Linked DNA regions of Mus musculus: regions 2, 3, 4 and 5 are each linked to region 1. The links are chromatin contacts, called in public capture Hi-C and promoter capture Hi-C maps. All regions are on one chromosome and are shown on one strand. The core of a region is the stretch at or near the end of the contact, and the rest is flanking DNA. Distances in the headings are between cores, read along the strand shown. Region 1 holds the start of Prss50 (protease, serine 50). Region 2 overlaps Scap (SREBF chaperone). Region 3 holds the start of Trank1 (tetratricopeptide repeat and ankyrin repeat containing 1). Region 4 overlaps Klhl18 (kelch-like 18). Region 5 holds the start of Kif9 (kinesin family member 9).

Evidence for each region. Promoter capture Hi-C pulls out the DNA fragments that hold promoters and counts their contacts. Capture Hi-C pulls out chosen DNA fragments and counts their contacts.
Region 2: a promoter capture Hi-C map of the HPC-7 cell line shows a contact between it and region 1. The contact joins the enhancer-like site here to the promoter of Prss50 in region 1. A contact is called at or near these places in 6 of 39 promoter capture datasets (the HPC-7 cell line, cranial neural crest, embryonic stem cells and 3 more) and 4 of 9 other capture datasets (adipose tissue, embryonic stem cells, liver and 1 more).
Region 3: a capture Hi-C map of embryonic stem cells shows a contact between it and region 1, with 2.4 times the contacts expected there. The contact joins the promoter of Trank1 here to the promoter of Prss50 in region 1. A contact is called at or near these places in 1 of 39 promoter capture datasets (embryonic stem cells) and 1 of 9 other capture datasets (embryonic stem cells).
Region 4: a contact with region 1 is called in a promoter capture Hi-C map of liver. The contact joins the enhancer-like site here to the promoter of Prss50 in region 1. A contact is called at or near these places in 7 of 39 promoter capture datasets (cranial neural crest, embryonic stem cells, hippocampal neurons and 4 more), 1 of 484 Hi-C or Micro-C datasets (cerebellum) and 3 of 9 other capture datasets (adipose tissue, liver and pancreatic islet).
Region 5: a contact with region 1 is called in a promoter capture Hi-C map of embryonic stem cells. The contact joins the promoter of Kif9 here to the promoter of Prss50 in region 1. A contact is called at or near these places in 7 of 39 promoter capture datasets (cranial neural crest, embryonic stem cells, hippocampal neurons and 3 more), 3 of 115 datasets of contacts at active chromatin or transcription factors (double positive thymocytes and embryonic stem cells) and 3 of 9 other capture datasets (adipose tissue, embryonic stem cells and liver).

The regions. Positions count from the first base shown.
Region 1 is chr9:110,856,529-110,859,368 of GRCm38.p6, reverse strand. Prss50 (protease, serine 50) reads right to left here and starts at 1,402. Exons shown (of 5, transcript NM_146227.4): 1 at 910-1,402. The coding sequence starts at 1,378.
Region 2 is chr9:110,350,716-110,353,555 of GRCm38.p6, reverse strand. It overlaps Scap (SREBF chaperone), which reads right to left. Exons shown (of 23, transcript NM_001001144.3): 2 at 392-610. The coding sequence starts at 513. Among named protein-coding and RNA genes, the nearest start is that of Scap, 19 kb to the right of the region's middle. Within about 2 kb of position 1,400, at least 43 of the 459 cell types and tissues checked have an H3K27ac peak or open chromatin away from gene starts, as enhancers often do. A contact at or near this core is called in the HPC-7 cell line and liver, where this site is marked.
Region 3 is chr9:111,310,292-111,313,131 of GRCm38.p6, reverse strand. Trank1 (tetratricopeptide repeat and ankyrin repeat containing 1) reads right to left here and starts at 1,393. Exons shown (of 22, transcript NM_001164659.1): 1 at 881-1,393. The coding sequence starts at 1,290.
Region 4 is chr9:110,457,907-110,460,746 of GRCm38.p6, reverse strand. The region is part of intron 1 of Klhl18 (kelch-like 18); the gene reads left to right. Among named protein-coding and RNA genes, the nearest start is that of Klhl18, 17 kb to the left of the region's middle. Within about 2 kb of position 1,401, at least 132 of the 459 cell types and tissues checked have an H3K27ac peak or open chromatin away from gene starts, as enhancers often do. A contact at or near this core is called in adipose tissue and liver, where this site is marked.
Region 5 is chr9:110,475,634-110,478,473 of GRCm38.p6, reverse strand. Kif9 (kinesin family member 9) reads right to left here and starts at 1,480. Exons shown (of 21, transcript NM_001163569.1): 1 at 1,360-1,480. It overlaps Klhl18 (kelch-like 18), which reads left to right and starts at 1,780. Exons shown (of 10, transcript NM_177771.5): 1 at 1,780-2,008. The coding sequence starts at 1,880.

The DNA of each region.
Region 1 (2,840 bases), core at 153-2,652:
TATACTTTCTGAGGCAGTTAAAGCGGCTGCCTTGAATGCTAGGATAATAACTATCTCTTATGTGGGTCTCAACCACAGACAATTGTTTATGTGAAAGTATACTGGTTAAGTTTAATTGCCAGCTTGACACATGGGAAAGAAAAGCCTACACTGATAAATTGTCTAAATGAGATTGGCCTATGGGTAATTCGTTGGGGGCGGGGTGAGGGTTGTCTTGATTATTAATTATGCTGGATGGCACAGCCCTCTGTGGAGTGGCACTATCCCTAGGCAGGTGGGCCTGGGCTATATGAGAAATCAAGCTAAGCACGGTCCCGTGAGTGAGTGTGACAGCAAGCAGCCCTCCTCCATAGTTTCTGCTCCAGGTTCTCACCCTGGCTTTCCTCAGTGATGGACTGTGACCTGGAAACTTAAGGAAAATAAAGTCCCCACCCCCAAGTGGCTCTATCACACCAAACAGCAAGAAAATTAAAACACCAGGTGTGCTCTGCAGACCCCACAAGAAGTCTCACACAGGCCTCTTGGAGTTACACTGTGGGTTCCCGGATGGAAACCTGAGACAGGGGCAAGCTAGATCAAAGGAGGACCTGCAGTGGCCAGAGAGGCATCTGGCCAGCAGCCAGCTCTGAGTACCCCGACAGCACCCCCAAACTCAGCATTTCCAGCACGAGCTTTGACTTTCCTCAGCCTGCCCCCATCACCAGGATGGAAGGCCCATAAGCAAAGGACCCTGAAGGCAGGCCCAAGGCCTGGCCCACCCCACATGCTCAATAAACACTTGTACAGGGACGTTCCCTTCTGCTTTTCCTTCTATCTACTCTTCCTTTGGGTCCTTGATACCTCGACCCTTTGACCCTAGAGATCAAAAAATCCGTCAGAATTCCCTGACCTCCCCTGCCCAGTACTCACAGGGGAGGTTGCTGGAATGAACCGTCTTAAGAACGGACCCAGTAGTGTCCATCATGCCGAGAGTCCCCACCGTTTTCAGTGGAGCCATGGTCTGTGAGTTCGGTGGAGCCGTCGTGGTCTGGTTAGTCTGGGCTTGCCGAGGAAGGCGAAGCCTGCCTGAGGGACAGATGCCTCTGGAGCCACAGGAGACCCCGGGTCCGGTCGGGACGGTGGTGGACAGCGTCCCCGGGGATGCTCCTGCGGCCAAGTAGCCTGTGGAAGGTCTCCAGCGAGTCAGAGGTGGCCGCGGGTGGGCGTGCCGGGGAGGGCGTCGGGGGCGGATGCGCTCACCTGCCGGCCGCCGAGGCAGGAGCAGCAGCAGCAGCAGCAACAGCAGGAGAAGGGCGCGGGAGCGGGAGCGGGAAGCCCCAGGCACACGGGGACCCTGAGGGCCCTGCCCACGGACCTCTGCCCCGCACCAGGGCTCCATTGCGCCGCTAGGTTCCTCCACAATGGCGCCCTCCATCGGGCGCCTCATGGTGCGCTGGTGCCCAGCCTGCGTGGCGCCCCCTAGATGCCATTCGCTGGGGCGCTCCCGCTAAAGGCGCGCAAGGAGTGTCTGCCTTGTGTCTTTCCTCAGACTCCTGGGCCCTTTCTCTGGGTCCCTATGCCTCGCCTCAGCTAATTTCTAAGCTTCCGTGCTTTCTCCACCAGCAGCCGCAGCAGCGAGAGGAAGGCCATCCCCGACGTGTCGATACCCCTACCCTCCTCTGCCGGCATCCATGCCTTCCTCCTTGAATGCTAACAGCGCAGGCCGTTGTCTCAGGGCACTGATGAAGCAAAGTAATGTGTTCGTTAGGCTGGTCTCGAACTCACAGCAATTCTACCTTGGCCTCCCAAGTGCTGGGAAATAGGTATGAGTCGCCAAGCTTGGCTTCAATGACAATTTTTAAAGGCTGAAATATTTGAAGCAATGTGCTCTCTAGAGCCACTTACTCGCAGTGGGAGCCATAAGGGAGAAGTGCAGTGTCCATCGGTCAACGGTGAGAATAGGAGTTCACTATGTTTGGGCTTTTGAGGAACATGTTAATGACTCAGCAACATAGTTAATAACATTTAAAAAGTAATGTACTCAACTCCTGGGAGCCTTGGTGCAAGGAATTGTATATTTTTAGCTTAAGAGACAAAGTCTGTTCTTATCAAGGTCTTGGTTCTTGGGAGAGACACCTGAGCAGACGATTTCATGTTCCTATCTGGGAGAACAAAAGCAATCACTGCTGCCACATTTCTGCTTCCTGGTGGAGGAAGGGGAACTGTCGCTCTTAGCCAGCAGACCCGAGGTCACTGATGGAGTCACTGAAGCACACCAGGAGGCCCGGATACAGTCACTTCACAATCTCCAAGCAGGGACCTACATCACTCACCCCTGCCAGCAACAGAGGAGGAACTGGCTGGGATCAGGAACCCCCCCCCCCCTCAGGGGAAAGTTAGGGGTTGGCAGAGACATGAAGGCAGCAGAACACAGATGGTAGAGTCAAGTCTCTCATCTGACCTTAGGAAGTCTCCTAGAAGGAAGTTAGTTCTTACAGGAAGACACAGGGAGGGGGCCTTGGGAATATGGGAGCCACTGAACTGCTAGGTTCACAGAGCAGGGACTTCAAGTCCCAGTCAGCAAGAGTGAAAGCTACAGGCTGGATAGCTGTACCAGTGGTTAAAAGTGTGTGCTGCTCTTTCAGAAGACCTGAGTTTGATTCCCAGGAGCCACACCTGATGGCCCATAACCACTTGCTACTCCAGCTCTAGGGGAAATCTGCCACTCTTGCCCCCATGCACGCACATAAATGTAATTTTTAAAAAAAAAAAAAAAAAGAGGAAATTCTAAGGGAAACAAGGGAACAACCTCCAGGATCGCACAACGCACCTCTGACAGACGTGGAGTAAGAATATCAGAG
Region 2 (2,840 bases), core at 151-2,650, 510 kb after region 1:
TCAGTTTTCAGGCTTCTATGAGGCCTGTGAAAAAAAAGAAACACAAGTTCCCATGGCTTTTACTACAGACCTTGCCACACAGCCGGCAAGTAACAAGGGATCCGAACATGAGAAAATGACAAGAGAAGCAAGCATATGAGACAACCCGTAGAAGGTGTCCAAGGAGTTGTTCAAACAAACGCACGTTACCCTGCAGTGCTCAGACTCTTGCTAGTAACTAACACTAAAGGGAAAATGCCTTTGAACGCTCTACGATGCAGCTCCAGAGAGTATCGTTACTAAGCTCCCACTACATAAAAATACACAGCATCCAAGAGCTCCATCAGTTAGGTTTAGTGTCGACTGTCACCCCACACTGTTCTACCACGTAAGGGACAAACTGAAAGCATACCAGCAGGCTAAGATGCAGAGTCCTGTGAAGAGGATGATGGGAATTGGATAGGATGCGCAGAGCAGCCCATGGTTGTAGAAGGCCTGAGATATCTTCTCACGAAGCCTTTCAGTCAGGGTCATCCTCGGCTAAGTCACCTTGTTGCCATCCCGGAAAGTGACCATGGATCAGCCCGGAAGATGCTGGATATCACTTACAGCAGACATCATCTGCAGGCACCTAACCAGGAAGGAGAAAAGTAATATAACATTAAGTATTTGGGAGATGGAGAGATGGCTCAGCAGTTAAAAGAGTTCTGGCTGCTCTTCCACAGGACCCAGGTTCAATTCCCGGACTCACATGGAAGCTCACTCCACTTCCAGGGGATCTGAGACCCTCACACACAGACATACATGCAAACAAAATGCCAATGCATATTAAAAAAAAAAAAACCCTAAGTACTTGGTTCTATACACCAGGACTGCTATGGGGAGGGGGCAGTTATGTGGCTAGAGCCTGGTTTCAGAATATGTAGAGTCTGGAAATGCGAGTCTCAAATAGGCATATGCACACGCACAACCTTGGTACCTTTGTAAGTGACTGCTCTCTCAATGCAGGACCTAGCTCTCTGTAGGAACTAAGGGAAAGGAGCTCACGGTGAAAACTGCAAGTTCCTCATTTGTGTTGCAGTGAGAACAGAAGCTAGTGTTAAAAAGCAAATTAAGGGTTAGCATAGCACAGTCTGGAAGAGTGAGGAAGTTAAGTCAGTGGGCTTATAGTTGGGTATGAGATAACCAATCTAGACAGATAAGATGGGGCTCTTGGCCAGCTTTCTACTCCAACCCCCGGAGCAATTGAGAAATACGTGTAAAACACCATTATCCTTTCAAATGTCTTATTTCTAATGCAGCTAATCATAAAAACAGACTGCATTTTAAGCAAGGATGGCATCTAACAAGAAGCTCCTGCCCAGAAACCACCTCAGAGCACCCCACAGACAAGGAGCTAACCATGAGGAAACCAAGAAAGACTGCAGCTCCAGATGGTGGCTGGGGTAAGACGCAGCGCTCCGCCATCCCTCAAATGTGAACACACTGCTTAGTTTCATTAACAGCACTTAAGACATCTGCGAGGCTGGAGGGTAGGAACACAGGCTAAGTGACAGTCAGTGTGAGTAACTGACAGCTGCTGAGGGACAGAGAGGGGCTTCAGTCACTCCTGACTGAGAGCAGCACATGGACAGTGACTGCAAACCTAACTCCTGGGGCAGGCCAGGGGGACACTTGTGGATCCTGTGGACCCCCCCCACTGGCTCCACCCACAGTAGCCCAGAGAACTGCCAATCTCACAGCAGTTCCCTTGGTCTTCATGTAGCCTTCCTCGTAGCCCTGTAAGCCTCTCTCCCATGAAGCTCAGTGGCTTCCTCCTCTCTTGAAAACCCCTCTTTCAGGAGTTTCTATCACTTTTCCTTAATTTCTCATATTTTTTTCAATTTCTTACCTTTCTGTAATAATTGTTAATAAAGCTTGTTTCTATTTTGCAAATTCCAAGAGTCCACCTCTTTAATTTTCAACAGCATGAGACTATGAACTTGGAGCAACTGTTCCAAATGATCTTTAGTGGCTATTGAGTGCCGGCTCAATAGGTCACTTGGTCACAAACAACATGGCTGTGAGGTCCTATGGCTCTCTGATACTGAATCACTCTCAGTCCAACCAAACAAGCCTGAGAACTTCCTCTCTAGCCCAGAGTTCTCGATTCTCAACCATTTTCCATCTTAAGAGTTTTGTTTTTGCTTTTTCAGATGCTAGGTATCAAACCCAGGGCCTTACAAATGCCCAGCAAGTGCTACCCATGACCCACATCTCCCAGCCCCATATTAGGCATCTGTAAAAGACCACCCCCCAAGGGCATATGCAAGCATGCCTATAGAACACATAGCACCTTCAGCTGCTCTGCCCAATGAGTTCTGAACATCCTCCCGGTCCTCTTCTGTGCACAGGCCAGACTTAGAGAAAGCCTTAGAGAAACCTTGGCAAAGAAATAGGCACCCCCAAAACACATTCCTGAACAGATTACTAGGAAAGACTGTTCAGTGGGATCTGTCCTCAACATAAGACACCAGAAAGTTAGGGCCCTGAAATACCAGGCATCGAAGTAAACTTACACAAAGGCGGTAGGACTGGCTTACAGCCTCTGTTCTTGGTTCACAGTTGCTCCTTAGGAGCAAGAACAGATAAGCCCTACTATTCCTGCCTGCTGTCAGCTGTCTCCTTTTAAAATAATAGCAGCCCAGTGGAACTCACAGGTTCCTACTAGGTCCACAGGGCCTGCCTGCCTATCAGTCAAAGTCCACCACCTTGACTCTGGCCATAGCAGCGGGGCCTCACTCTGTGGACACTGGCTTCTGAGCACAGTGGAGGAGGAACTGGCTATTACCGGTAGTTCCTATTCGCCCCACAGAGATGGC
Region 3 (2,840 bases), core at 144-2,643, 450 kb before region 1:
AATAGCCTTTCCTCAAAATCAAAAAGGTGCCTTGCACGGGAAAAGCTGAACACTGGGTAGCTGGGGATAAATCCGGGTGTAAGGGACCGCAGAGCCTCTGGCTTTCCACTCATCCTCTCTAGCTAAAGATGCAGTGATTGCGACAGTGCTAACTGAGCTGAAGCGGGTCCCCAGGCTGCAGAGCTCACGGACTCCCTTGCCCTCCTTTCTAAATTTTGCTTTTTCTTTTTTTCCAAGTTGCACATCTCCCTAAGAACTATCCCCAGGCAGCCTCTCTCTTGCCTGCCTCGGTGAAACGCCCCCAGCAGAGAGCAGAGTCCCCCCCAGCGGGGCCCGCGAGCCCTCCGCGGCGGGTTACAAGTGCGCAGAGCCCGCGAGTGCAAGAGTGCGGGGGTTGGGGGCCCGAGGACGAACCGGGCTGAGCCGGGCCGAGCAGCAGGCTGAACCCGCGCTCCTGAGCAAACCGCCCCGCGACTCGGGTCGGCGGCGGAGGGTGGGCCGCGGAGGCCGCAGGGATGGAGGACCGAGGCCTCCCCCTCCAGGGGGCAGCCCGCGCCCCGCGCTCCCCGCCGATGCCGCGCCGTCATCCCCGCGCGGCTCCGCACACCTCGAGCCAAGCTGTGCGGCGAGGCGCGTCCGCCGCGGTGTGGCCCGGAGGCCCCTCCGGGGGGTGGGGGAGGATGGGGGTGGGGGTCCCCGCAGGGAAAGCTCCGCCGGGCACCGCTGCCCGCCCGGGCCGTGTCGCCCCGCGCGCCTTCCCGCGCCAGGCCGCGGTCGAGGGAGGGAGAAGGGGGGAGGGCAGACAACCCCGCGGGGCCTCGGGGACTCGGGGCCCGCAAAGCCCCAGACGCCCCCCCCCCAACCCCCGCCAGCTACGCACCTTGCCGCGCGCGGGTCCCACATGGCCGGGACTCGCCGCCGCCGCCTCGGGATGCGCGCAGGTGACACCGAGGCCCCGCGTTCCGAGGCCGGGGCCAGGCGGAAAGCTGCTTCCCGCGGCTCGTGCGGGACCGGCTGCGGGAGCGCCGCGCAGGCCGAGTCCGTGCTCCCACGCGGCTGCGGGGGCCCGAGAGCCGTCACGTATCGCCTCGCGGCGGGAGACGAAGGTGTCGCCTTTGCTCCGAGGAGAGTGTCGCGTCCCGCACCGCCGCGCGGGAGAGGCCCGCGGCGTGGCGGCCCGGCCTCCGGGGCCGAAAGCTTCGCGCCGGGCGCGCGGGACCGCGGCGTGGGGCCCCGTCTCGAGCTGCGTCTCCTCGGAGGCCAGCGGCGGCCCGCGGTCGTGGAAGCCATGGCTCGGCGAGCTCGCGGCGGCGCGCTCCCCTCGGGTCGTCCCCTCAGACGCCGACGTCGCACTCACCGCGCGCCCGACGCGCCGTTCCTGGAGGTCGGGAGCAGACCGGGCAGCGAAGCTCCGAGCAGCGCGACGCTCGTCGCCTCCGTCATTTGCCGAGTTCCTGTCACGCGGGCGGGAACCGTCCAGGCGCCTGGCAGAAGGGCCGCGAAGTCGTGAGGGTGAGGCGAGGTGGCTCCGAAGCTCTCCTGAGCCGGGATGCGTGCTCGCCCCCCGCCGGGTGGTCCTCGCGACTGAGGGGACAGGAGTCACGTTCCCACCCTCCAGGGGCCCGGGACCCAATCAGAGGGCGCGGCCGCTGGCACGCTGCCTCCTGGTGGCTCATGGGCCTCCTGGGCCAGAGCCCAGGGCGCGTCGAACAGCGGAAGACAGGAGCCGGCCGGGGGAGGCGGAGGGACGAGGCCAGGAACACCGCGGTCCTTCCCAGCTCCTCCAGGGGAGTCGGAACCAGTCAGCCCTGACCAGCAGCCTCCTTCTGGCCTTCTCTCAATTCGACCCCCATGCCACCACACACGCACTCACGCACACACACAAATGTGAGGCGCCATTCCCCCTCAAAACCCTTGGGTGGCACCCCACTGCCTAGGGCTGAGCCTTTAGGCTCCTCAGTGTTAGCCTAGGGTCCCGGACACAGTGCTCCCACAAACGCTTGAACTCCAGTCATACCCCCACCCTGGTGGGATTTTTAAAACGCTGGTGGATGCCTTTGCTTCTGATTTCTTATGGCATATATCTCCAGGGTGCAATTTTTAAAGCTTTCCAAGACATTGTATCAAGTAGTAGAATTTGAAAGGCTTGCTGTCATGAGACATTGCTAGACCTTTCATTTTAAAGAGATTTTATAAAACCTTCTCAGCTCTAACATGTTTGGTACACCACCAGCAACAGCACCACCACCACCACCACAGCCTCATCATTTCCACTTCCAAAAGGCCTAGTGGGTTTCCTACGTCAGAGTAAGGCTAGTGGGTTTCTTATGTCAGAATAAGGCAAGAGATTGTGGAGGCAGTACAAGAATAAAATGTGCATCTGTGCTTTTCTGTCCATTTCCATAGCATTGACCTCTAATGTGGACTATACTCTTCAAAATCATCACATAAGTAGATCTTGCTTTTCAAAATCACTTCAACTATTATCAAAATGAGGTGTTGGTGCTGTTAAAAAAAAAAAAAAGCAATCCCCTGCTGCCCTCCTATCTAACAACCCTTTGAGTCTTTCCATGCTTATTTAATTGCTCTGTTCATGTCTGTAAACGTGTTTGGTTGCTACTTGGAATACTTCTTCCCAGTTTCATACACTATCCCTATCTGGTAAATACTTTGAGGCTGCGTACCAAAAGACCTTTATATTTGGTATTCTAGTTTATCTGGGTATAAAATTCAGGCTCAGAAATCATTCACTCCAGTGACTTGTAGCTTTGAGAATTGTTGAAACTGCTAGAAACATTCTGTTATTGACCTCTTTTATTGTTTGTTTTCCTTTATTCTGG
Region 4 (2,840 bases), core at 152-2,651, 400 kb after region 1:
GAAAAGCAGAAAGACCAAAGCTTCATCAGTAGTCTGGAATATTCCTTCTATCTCTTATTTTATTTTTTAATTATTATTATTATTATTATTATTATTATTATTATTGATATGGAGTTTCTCTGGGTAATCCTGGTTATCCTAGAACTCACTTTGTAGACCAGGCTAGCCTCAAACTCCGAGGTCCACCTGCTTCTGCCTCCTGAGTGCTGAGATTAAAGATGTGTGCCACCATGTCCCCTCCTCACTTTTTTTTTATTTATTTATTATATGTAAGTACACTGTAACTGTCCTCAGATACTCCAGAAGAGGGCATCAGATTTCGTTACGGATGGTTATGAGCCACCATGTGGTTGCTGGGATTTGAACTCGGGACCTTCGGAAGAGCAGTCGGCGCTCTTAACCACTGAGCCATCTCGCCAGCCCCCCCCCCCTCACTTTTTGGTGGAGTATACTTTAAAACACTGCCAGACCCTCAGGCTGAACCTGGTGTATTTGAGAACACTTGCCATCCATTTCCCAGCCCTGTGGATTTGTGAGGCTCATTTCTGCTTCTAACAAGCTGATCAAGGTTCCTCTGTCAGTGTTGTGGGCTGGTGGGCAGATCACCAGCATTGAAGAAAAAGACCCCCCTCCCCTCCTTGACAGTTCCTTATACACTAGCCTGTTAGAAGCCATCTGAACAGAGAGCCTGGTATAGCTCACTTATTTCTTCAGGACTGATTGTATTGGTAGCCTTGAAGTCAAGCTGTCCACAGCTTGGCCCTTACCACACCTGCTGACCTCTCAGGTGATGCTGGAGAGCATCACACAGTAAAAAAAAAGAAGGCTAATGACAGAGGACTGACTATGGTGACACATGCCTATAATCATAGTGTTTGGGAGACTGAAGCAGGAGGATTACTCTGAGTTGAAGGCAGCCTAGGCTAAAGTTGTTGGCCAGCTAGGGCTATATAGCAAGATCTTGTCTCTGAGATTAAAGGCATGGTGGTGATACTTATAACCCTAACACTAGGGAGGCTGAAGCAGGAGACTCACAAGTCCACCTGGGCCTCACTTACACAGCAAGTTCAAGGCCAGCTTGAATTTGAGACTGTTTAACAAAAAGGCAGGTCCTGGGGATTAAATGCCTTTATCTCAGGCTCAGCCTTTCTGCATTCTACAAAGGAGGAAGCACTTTGTGTAGAGTCAGTGTTGAATTCCACAGACTGCAGATAAGTTTTGCTGATTTGGCTAAGAGAGTCCATGAGCATGAGCAGGAAATGGAGAGGGATTCGGTTAGAGGTGTTGGTTTGTCTTAGCAGAGCTCATATAGATTTATTGAGGGAAGCATTGAGAGGAGCTGAGGGAGGCATTCCCAGGGCTGAGGTCTTAACTGAGAACTGCTGCTTCCTCTTTCTGGAGGACTGGCCCACTTCCTTCTTGGTATTTGTTCCCTGTGAAAGGTCAGATAGTAACTGTTTTGGCTTTGTGGGCCGTCAGTCACTCAACAGCTGCTGAGCTTTGTCAGTTTGCAGAGTGACTGAGCAGTGTGTACAAGGCCACAGGTTCAATTCCTAGCATCACACAGGAAAACAAACCAAGGTATGAGCATAATATGGACCATATCTGGACACCGACATTTGAATTTCTTTCCACTCTGGTATCCAGTGTTATCAAAGCCAGTGTTAACAGAGGTGTTAGGCCACCCTGGTGAGGAGGGCATGACAGAACACAGCCCCTCACCTCATGGTTCATAGGAAGCAGAAATTGGAAGAGGAAGAGGCCAGGACAAGACACTGTCCCTAGGGACACACTCCTCCAGCTAGGCCTTCCCAGATAGTACTGTGAGCTCAGGACCAGACTTTTAGCACAGGGGCCGTGGACCATGCTTCACATCTCGTTCACAGCATCCTGAGATGTCAATGCTTCTTCTAGCTTTTATTCCTAGCCACCTAAAAGTGCAAAACCTTATTGTTACTCACAGACCATACCAAGACAGGAGACAGGACAGAAAAGTAAGTGTGTGTGTGTGTGTGTGTGTGTGTGTGTGTGTGTGTGTGTGTGTGTGTGTGAGAGAGAGAGAGAGAGAGAGAGAGAGAGAGAGAGAGAGAGAGAGATTGATTGATTGATTTATAACAAGGTCTCTCCATGTGACTTCAGCTACCCTGGAACTCAATAGGTAGACCAGGTTGGCTTCAAACTCAAGACATCTGCCCACCTTTGCCTTCCAGATACTGGAACTAAAGATATGTGCCACCACACCTGGCTCCTGGACTTTTTTAGACAGGATCTTACTACATAGCTGAAACTATTTCTGAAATGTACTATATGCTTAGTCCACTCTGGCCTCAAACGTAAAACCCTCCTACCAGGCTGGCGATGTAGCTCAGGGGTAAAGTACTTGTCTGACATGTACAAGCCCCGGTTCAATCCCCAATACCAGAAGAAAAAATACCTTAAAAATATTCAGTAACTAGCTCTTGCCATTCATGGCTGCCGAAAGGAACACAGTTCTTAAAGATGCACATAATGATTCTGAAAGCTTGATCCTCTTAGCAGCTTCTAAGAAAGGAAATCAGCTGTAACTGGAAAGTCCAAACCACTTCTAACAAAACCACAGCAGGCATGCATGCTGTTTGGTTTATACAAGGAGTGGACACAGCACCTCTGCCCGAGTGAAGCCCTGCCGTCATACACCCTGAAGACTAAGCCCTGGATCTGTGAGCTCCAGGTTCAGTAAAAGAGACTATCTCAAAAAAAAAAAGACACTCAACATCAACCTCTGGCCTACACACACACAGCACACACACACACACACACATACATACATACACACACACACACATACACAGCACACACAC
Region 5 (2,840 bases), core at 231-2,730, 380 kb after region 1:
CAAAGGCTGCTCCAGAGCTTTCCCCCCCGTTTCTGCCCTACAACTTCCAACGCGCGCGTGCACATGCAGCCCCCCCATCCGACCTTTCCAGGGTCCTCCGGATGCTCATGCCGCCGAGCATCCCTGGAGTCATGCGCAGTTGGCAACAAGCCTTTCCGAGGGTCTATACTCCTCTCGGGAGCCCACTAGCCAACAGTGCCGCGGAAGGAAGCACATGCCATTTCGCACTTACTGAGGTACTGCTTGCTACCGTTCTTATGCCGCTTCATTTATGTGGGCTTCAGCTCCCAAGTCAAATTACAAGCTGCTTGAGGATAAGGGTCGTGCCGTTTACCTCTTGTGATGCCCCCCACAAGGTCCAGAACAGCGCCCAGCACACACCAGGTGCTCAAGAAATGGTAGTTGATGGTGATACTCATGGCTGGAAGTCAGAGGGTGACTGAATCTCCATAGGTGGGTCCACCATCTTCAGCCACTACTGAGAGAGTGCCAAGGTATGTGATATGTCACTCCCCTCCCACACTACTCTAATCCCTGAACTTGCAGCGTTCTGGGGAGGATACTTCATTTCCCAGTACAAGAAGCCATGCTCAGTCTCAAGATACCCTCCCATTAGGTAGTGTTTTTTCCCCCTCAGGATGGAATACTCCCAGAAATCTGAACACAGTCCTTACATACTTCACATAATAAAGTGACTCTGACGAGCCACCAGGAGACCTCTGTGCTGAGAGAGTCAGTGTTTCTCCATTTGTTTTGGGCTTGGGAATGAGCAGGATATACATTAACACCCACGAAGGCTTGACAAGAAGTCAATGGGATTACTCATAGGCACTAGGCGTTCATACCTACCATGCTCTTACCTCGATCAGGGATAAAGACTAAGAAACAAACACCCTTTAAACCCACAACACTGGGTCCTACTGCATCTCAGCATGAGATGAACCCAAAGTTTGCACCCAGGCAAAACTGGCCACTCTCCTATTTCTCACCCAGTGTGTGGAATGCTTTTCTAAAATGTGTGTGACAGATTGCCTTGGTCCCATTCCTGTGCCCCTCTAGAGGGTTTTCCTCTTCGGTAGTTAGAAGGCTCTAAGTGATGACACCGTGTCTTAATGATCTCTGACACTCAAACTCACGCCCTCTCCGTCTAAGGCAAGTCGTGGGACCTCAGTGGAGACTCGTGGGACTAAGGAACATCAGAAACTCCTAGCTCCCCTAAGCTGCGACCAGGTTGAAAGGAGCATCTCCAGGGGTGTCTCCGATTTTTTTTTTTTTTTCACAAATAAAAGAACCAAAGGAGTTAGGAACCCAGCCACTGACAGCAGCTGGGAGGATATCCCCACCAGGTTTCCCTTTTACCTAACGCCACCGGCTCGTGACCACTGCTCACCTCGCGGGGCAGTGGCGCTCGGGTAGAGCGACCGCTAGAACTGCAGCAACTTGAGGGAGCTCTGTTCGCAACCAGGACAGCTAGCCGACTGGCTGTGTACACAGTCGCCATGGCAACAGGAAGCCTGCAGGGATTACGGAAGTAGTGTAGGGTGGTGGCGGAATTTAAGCCCACATTTCTCCGTTAAAGATACAGGGAAAGTCAGAGCTGAACAAAGAAGACAGAGATGGAGTCAATTAACCTGGAAGGCTTAGAGTAGCTGTATATGCGAAGCCTGAGTTTGAGTTACGGGGGGAAAAAGGCTATGTATAAACCAGGAAGCGGGGCAGCGAGACTTCCGGTGTCGAGGACTTTGTGGGTACGGTGGCCGCGCAGGCCAGTGAGATTCCGGCTTCGCGTTCTGGGCAGCCTTCAGCGTGAGCCCTTGCCCCGCCCTGGTTAGTGTGAAGCCTGCTGGCCAGGCCTGCGCAGTTGCGGCGGCCGGGGAAGATGGTGGAGGACGGCGCGGAGGAGCTGGAGGACTTGGTGCATTTCTCCGTGTCGGAGTTGCCTAGTCGCGGCTACGGCGTCATGGAGGAGATCCGGCGGCAGGGCAAGCTATGCGACGTGACGCTAAAGGTACCATGGTCTGGGCGGTGGCTGGCTGAGGGGAAAGGGACTGAGCGGGAAGAAAAGGGTGGTGGACAGGGGAAGAGTGGTCCAGCCGACTGTGGGTGGAGAAAGGTTAGAGGGGAACAGAGTAGTAGAGAGCGGTGCCAAGCGCAGAGGGGGAAATGAGGCCAAGTTGGGAGAGTAAAGGGGACAGCCGTTCAGCCATTGGAAGGAAAGATTGAGAGGTGTGCCTCTGACGCCCTAAGAGCAGGAGACATTGGGGTATCCGCCTCCTTTTCTGTCATACAGAAAAGAGAAAATGTTCTTACAGGCAGACCATGGAGGAAGGGGCGGTGGCTGACTCCACATTCCGATGGGTACCACTAAGACATCCTATCTTGTCCTAAAGTCATTTCTTTGGGCTCCTTGAAGTTGGCTGTGCTGTTGTAAATGCTAAGCCTTCTCTTCAGGAGTCATTGCTTGCCCTTGGCGCTTTTAGAATCGGATCTGGAAATCTTTTGATGTGGGCTACTCTCTTCCATGCTGGAAAACAATCTACTGTCACCACCTTAAAAGGTCCTGGAGGCCAGGCTAAAGGACTGTTTGGGGAGAGGGATATTTTTGCCACCTGTTCCCATCCAGCATTCTGGTCTGGTGTCAAGGGCCAGTGCCCCCTGTGCTTTGAGTCGTGCAGGGCTGCACCTTGGTGCCCTGCTGAGCCAGGTAGATCCCTCCAGGTGGGGATACTGCCTGCCTGTGGTTTTTCCTGTTGGACCTTGCCTGGAAGGCTCTTACTGTCTCGGTGTGACACTCCCTCTTCCTGTTTCAAAACAACAGAAAGACACAGACACCTCTTAGA